Regions from separate parts of the Manis pentadactyla genome. Here region 2 is linked to region 1. The links are chromatin contacts, called in public Hi-C maps. All regions are on one chromosome and are shown on one strand. The core of a region is the stretch at or near the end of the contact, and the rest is flanking DNA. Distances in the headings are between cores, read along the strand shown. Region 1 holds the start of WNK1 (WNK lysine deficient protein kinase 1). Region 2 holds the start of NINJ2 (ninjurin 2).

Region 1 (3,215 bases), core at 529-3,028:
AGCCAAATCTGGATGCAAACCACTGTAAAGTAAAGAAGTTAGTGGGGCTATACCTGCAGTTCACACCAGGCGACCTCTACAGTGGTTTCAGTGTCCAGACCTTTGTAGACTGTCTTAAAGGAGCCTCTGCCAATTTCGATGTCAAACTTGAGAAAGCGGCCATCATTGGACATTCCCACAGCCTTGGTCTCCAGTTCTTCGATATCATCCTGTTGCTGGCTCCGTTCCTCCTGTGGCTCCCTGGAGCTGCCCCCGCCGCTGCCACTTCTCGCCGACGGAGGATCCTCCCTGCTCCCCACATGGTTAGGCTGGGAAACTTGGCGGTCTCGGCTGGTACTGCTGCGGGCAGTCGCGGCGGCAGGGCCCGCGGGGGGTGCTTCCCCAGGGGCAGCCGCGGCGGGCGGCTGCTGGGCTACCCGGGCCGCGGCGGCGGCGGTCAAGGTGTCCTCGCGGTGGGGCTCCGGCGGAGCACTCTGCGGAACAACCGAGGGGACGCCAGGCTGCGGCAGGGCGAGCGGGAGGCCGGGCAGTTCCAGCGCAGTGGCGTTGGAGTCGCAGATGACGCTGCGGCGGAAGAACCGATGCTCGGTGGTGGTGGTGGTCGCGGCTGCCCCACGGCTGTCTTTGTCCATAGTGTGGCGGCGACGCCGGTACTCCTCAGTCCGGCCTGTTCCAGCGTCGGTGCCCGCGGCGCCCAGCTTCTCCCCCACAGAGGAATCGGAGCTGGAGCCGTTCTTGGGGGAAGGCGCCGGCGGCGAGAGGAACAGGGAGCTCGGAGTGCTGCTCTGCTTCTCTGCGGCACCCCCGGACATGGTCGTCGGCGGGAGCGGGGCGAGCTGGCTAAGATTTGTGAATTAAGAGAGAGTGCGGGGCCGCCCGCGAGAAGCGGTGGAGGCCTGCAGGTCCCGCTACCGCAGCCGGGACGGCTCCTCACTCAACACTGACTAGCCGCCCCGAACGAGAGGCGGGACACGGGACCCAGCTGCGTCGGCTGCTGCAGCTCCCAGGACGGGCTCGTCGGCGGGCGATCGAGGAGCTGAGCCACGGGAGTTAGCGCCTCGCGGTCCGCATCCATCCTGCGGCGAACGGCCGGGAAGGCTGGGGCAGCGGGGGCGCCGCAGTCATGAGGGGCAGGGCGCGGAGCCGGCACTGAGGCGAAGCGGATGCGGCGGCAGCGCCGCCGCCGCTGCCCGGGCTGGGCGGGCTAGGCCCCGAAGGCGGCGACGACGCGCGGCAGGCACGAGCACGGGCTCCCGAACGGTGGCAGCTCCCGGGCCAGAGCGAGTGGGAGGGGCCGAGGAAGGCGAGGGCGGGCGGCCAGGCTCCGGGTCAGTCAGGCAGGCGGTCGCCTCCCACACGCGCCCCCGGCCGGGGCACCAATCTCACAGGGCGCCCATGGCCCGGATGCGAAGGGCCGAAGCCACGAAGCCTCGGCACCTGAGGAGCGGCCCTCCCTTCCCCGAGGCCTCCCGCCCGCCCCGGGCCTGGCAGACGCCGTCTCCTCCCGGGCCGGTGCCGGGGGCTGACGGAGGGAGGGAACAGTGGGGAGGGGAGGGCCGCTCACCGCGGGGCCCGAGCTCCGCTGCTTCTCGGGGCCGAGAGTAGAGGAGACCGGGAGGACTGGGTGAAGGGGCTGGGGAGAGGAAAGAGCAGTCACCCCCACCAGGCGCCTTCTGTCACAGAAGATGGGGGTGCAGAGTGGCCGAGGTAGAACAGCCGCGTCCGCTGAGGAAACGCTCCGCGCTAAATGGCGCCGGGAGTCTGAAGCCTCCACACAGCCCGCTCCGACCCCGCCCCCTGCCGCCTGGGGCAGTCCTGCCCCCACCCCGCTCGCGGGGTTCCCGCGCACGCGTGCCAGGACCGAGGCTCTCTGGGATTTATAGTTCGTACATTTGAGGGGCACAAGGGACTCAGGAGGAAGGCGCCTATGACTTCCATGATGCCCTGCGGTGGCTTAATTTGATGGCTCATGGGAGCTGTAGTTTCCTCTGGAAACCGCCCCGTCTGGAAGGTTGATGGGAGCGTCACCGTGGTTTGCTAAACCCCATCCTCAAGTCTGTGCTAGCTAGCCGAATCATTATCTATGGATTAATTGTGGAAGAAGAGAAGGAAAAAAAAAAAAGAAGAGGGAGGCAGGACGAGAGGAGAGACTCCCATCATGCTCTGCCGGGGCGAGAGCGCTCTTAGGGTAGCCAGGCAATGAAAAATGATCTGTTGTCCATCTTTAACGGAGAGCCGCAGTAGTGTCGAGTGACTAGGGGCGCGGGGCTGGAGGGGAAAGGCGGAGCCGGGAACCGGAGCCCAAGCGAGAGCCCGAGGGCTGAACACGCCTTCCGTTAGAGTAAAAAAAAAAAAAAACTTTGCTAACATTGCGCATAAGATTTATATTGCCTAAATGAATTGGGGAAGGAGGCCGAATTACCTTGCATCCTCCTCCCTCCCAGAACAATTAAAGCCAGTTTCCGAGCTCCATTCCCCAAGATAGAAATTCTGGCTGTCAAAGACGGGCTGCCCTCCTGAAATCCAGGATCCTAGGGAACTCTGCTTTGCCAGAAAAAGACGGTGCGGGGCGATTCGAGAAAAGAGAAGGTCCACATATTGTTGCATCTTTTGTCACAAACTTAAGAGAGCTGAGCTGACTTTTGCGCTCGTAGTGACTGAAACTTAATTTCCATCTTGATAATTTAGTGAAAGATCCCCTTTCTCTAGAAGAACATGAGTGTACACATGTAATTTATACCGTGGCTTGGGGCGCAGAGGAAGTCTGCATCATCCAGTGCTCAGTAATGAGATGCTTTTCTTGGAAGCATCCGTGGGCTCCTTGGACCCCTTTGCTCCTCAAAACTACTCGATTGTACAGGTGATGAGCACCAGGGGGCACTAGCCAGAGCAGGAAGTCCGACCGGAAAATCAGATGGCAGTTAAAGTCTCAGCCCAACGGGTAAAAGCGGGAAGCCCTTAAACGTAAGCAACCGCATCAGAGCGCCCGCAGGCTCCGGCCTCTGGTCGGCGCCCGCTGAGGAACGAGCTCCGAAGCGCGTTGCCTAGCTGAGGACCACGCTCAGCGTGAGTGGTTTGGAAGCTACCGGATGCAAGATTCGTAAGAGCTAGTTTGCTAGGCAATACCCACAGTTTATCTGGATGAACTCCACTTAGACGGGTTTTGCTACACAATTCATATTAAATCATCTGATACGTAGTTACTATTTTTCAAT
Region 2 (3,091 bases), core at 383-2,882, 190 kb after region 1:
CAGGACTAACCTTTACCAATGTGCTAGGACTGCAGGTGTAGCCTTGGGGCCTTTCTGCAGTATTGGCCAGCCAGGCCAACTGGCCACAGACAAGCCCCATGTCTAGAAGGGGCATTCATAACCCTATGAGACATGCCTCATCCTTCCACCCATTCACCCATTCACTCAACTACCTATCCATCCATCCATCCACCCATCTATCCACCCATTCATCCATCTACTTGTTCCCCCATCAACCCACCCACCCACCCACACCTCCACCCATCCACCCCTCCACCCATCGTCTATCAAGCCAGCCAGCCAGCTAGCTACACAACAGATCCTCTGTGGTAATCTGCTGGGTCAGCTACCCTTCCTCCAGGCTGTAACATCTTTCCCAGTTCCCCCTTCCTCTCGCTTCTCACCCCTGCTCTGATTTAGATCCTAAATCAAGACCATAACCTTTCAGGGGGTCTCTCTGCTTCTGAGCCCTCATGGGATAATCCACCCATGCACCACTCCTTAATTACTCTCCCTAAAACATACTCAAGCTCTCCCGAGTGACTGCAGATTGCTTGCAGCATCCGGCCTGAATTTCTGGGCTCAGCCCAGAGGCCCCCACCATATGCCCTGCATCGTGACTCCAGCTTTTAGTTAGTCACTTCTGAGAATAAGAGCTTTGTTTTATATTTCAAAATCAAATCAAACATAGATTGTAAATAAATCCTAGCCAAAAAAAAACAATAAAAATTAAATCAAGAGCTTTTAACTAGTGCGTATTGTGTGCATACATTCACGCACACAGTCATGTCGCCAGGGCTTGTGTTTGCAGATGGCATGAGTGTGTCTGAGCCTGCCGCTCCAGTGCTCGAGGCCAAGGGGCTGCGTGGGATCAAACAGCTCACAGTCGGTTTGCTAAACTGTGCACCCTGCCTTGGGGCCGCATCATTCTGTGAGGAGCTGTGCATTTGCTAGTCTACCTAAGCCTCAGAGCTTGTCTTACTATTTTCTGACAAGCTTCCTCTTGGAGGAAAAGAGCAGTCCAAGGCCAGGCCAGGCCCAGGTAAAATAGTGAATAAAACGAGGAAGGCACATCTTACGAGCAGCTGAGAATGCTCCCCCTTTCTTCGGATGGATGTGTTCAGGTGTGAGGGAAGAGTGACCCGAAATATAAACTACAGCATCACAGCATTTCAGAGTTCAAAGGTCCTTAAGAGTTTCTAGTCCAACCCTATTCTTTCAGGCCTTAAAGCTGAGAAGGCTGTTTCTTACCCCTGGTTTCCCACTGTAGCTCTGGGCGGGGCGGTTCCCAGCTCTGGGCAAGTTCACTATAGATTCAGTGAGACCAAATAATGACAACAGAATGTCGGAGGTAAAAGGAGGTCGTACCAAGCTTTATTCTCAGGGCAGAAGGCTGAGCACTGAAGCCCCGTCCTCCTCCGTCTCTGCCCCCCGCTTGGCCTCTGCCCTCCTCTCTCCTGCTCTCTTGAGTTCTACTCTAGGCTCTGCTCTCCTGCGTCCCTCTGTGCTTAGCGTCCGGCAGAACTCCTACAGCAACACCACCTAACAGCTTATTGCCAATGGGTATGCAAGCACGTAGTAGGCTAAGTCTTACCTCATCACACGTATACAATGGCTGTCAGGTGAGGATCCTGGCCATGGAACTTCTATTTTCCCTACACCCACCTAGTCAGGGGAGAGTTTCAAAACCTCTCTTTCCAGTCTCTCTCAACTGCTTCCCTTCTGAGGCCTCCTAGGCAAGCCTGTGTTTCTCCCTCACAGCCTGGGAGCCCCAGCAGGAGCCAGCCCGTCAATCTGAACCATTATGCCACCAAGAAGAGTGTGCCGGAGGGCATGCTGGGCATGGCTCTCTTCCTGTCCAACACCAAGCAGCTGAGAGCGGTTCTGGAGCAGGAGCCATCCTCTCAGTATTACAGCACGCTGGTCACCCTCATCAGTGTTAGGCTGGAGAAAGGAAAAACAAGGACATGCAAACAGAACAGAGAGATGCCATAGGGGGAGAACAGACCAGACCCCAAAGTCCGAGCCGTATATGGAAAGGGGACAGCTCTCCCTGAATTCCATCCTGATGTGCCAAGACCCAGATGTCAGCCAGGATCCTCCCTCTTGGAAAGAAAAAAAGTTTCTAGTTGACTATTATGTCACCTTTAGCCAATCATACCTCTCAACACCCCCTAGGACAGCTTGCCCACTCCTCCCCCTCCTAATCCTTTATAAGCCCCCACCTCCCTAACCAGGTGTGACTTCTCTGGCCTCTGGCAAGAAGGTCACAGAACCTCACCCAGGGGTATTTAAATAAATTACCTGGCCCTTTGTTGCCTCTCTTTGCCTGCTTATTCTGGCTAGAATTTATCTTACAATCAGCATCTCTCTGCCCCTGCAGGTGGCCACTGGCATCCTCCTTGTGCTCATTGGTGAGGAGCTCGGGCCTGGAGTCAGCCCCAGTGCCCCCACGGTGGAGGGGAAGCTCCAAGTGCCTCCCTGTCCCACCCTGCATTTGCACACGTTAGCTTCTTAACCATACCCTGACCTGGTGTTAGGTCTCTGCACCTACACATGGCTTTCAGAGTGAAAGGTGCCCCATCCTACCTGCTGGTCTCCCATACAGTGGCCACTCCTAGTACCTGATGAATGACTGTCCTCACTAACTTTAGCAGAGTTCCTAACAGCCCTTAGTGAGCATTCATCCCGACTCTGAAAAGACCCAGCCTAAATTCCCAAATCCCAAGTCTATCAATTGCCTTGTGGCTGCCCCAGGCCCTGTCAGTGAGGGAAAAGGCATGTCAGTGCAATGACTACAACTCCCTTGATTCTGCCACTCAGATGTTTCAGGGGCCAGCCTGTGTCTGGACTCTAGAGGATGTCGTGAGGAAAGCTGCAAGCCGCGCCCCCTCCCCGCTCCTCTACAGCACGACTGAACCTCAATGGGGCAGAAAAGCAGTGGCGACTTAACCAGCTCAGCAATGCTGCCGGCACCCTGGTCTTCATCACCCTTGCCATCAGCACCTTCATTACAGCCTTTGGGGTGTGTAAAACGGGGTTTTTGGCTGCCAGGACCTCAAGGAATCCTCTCTGAGCACAGCCCTGGCCC

What was found. Hi-C and Micro-C count contacts between places; a contact is called where the count stands out from the background.
Region 2: a contact with region 1 is called in a Hi-C map of fibroblasts, with 5 times the contacts expected there. The contact joins the promoter of NINJ2 here to the promoter of WNK1 in region 1. A contact is called at or near these places in 3 of 3 Hi-C or Micro-C datasets (blood, fibroblasts and skin fibroblasts).

The regions. Positions count from the first base shown.
Region 1 is chr14:59,652,911-59,656,125 of mManPen7.hap1, forward strand. WNK1 (WNK lysine deficient protein kinase 1) reads right to left here and starts at 1,779. Exons shown (of 29, transcript XM_036907531.2): 1 at 54-1,779. The coding sequence starts at 812.
Region 2 is chr14:59,839,481-59,842,571 of mManPen7.hap1, forward strand. It overlaps NINJ2 (ninjurin 2), which reads left to right and starts at 1,633. Exons shown (of 3, transcript XM_057492395.1): 1 at 1,633-1,943; 2 at 2,365-2,414; 3 at 2,910-3,091. The coding sequence starts at 1,834. The coding sequence ends at 3,076.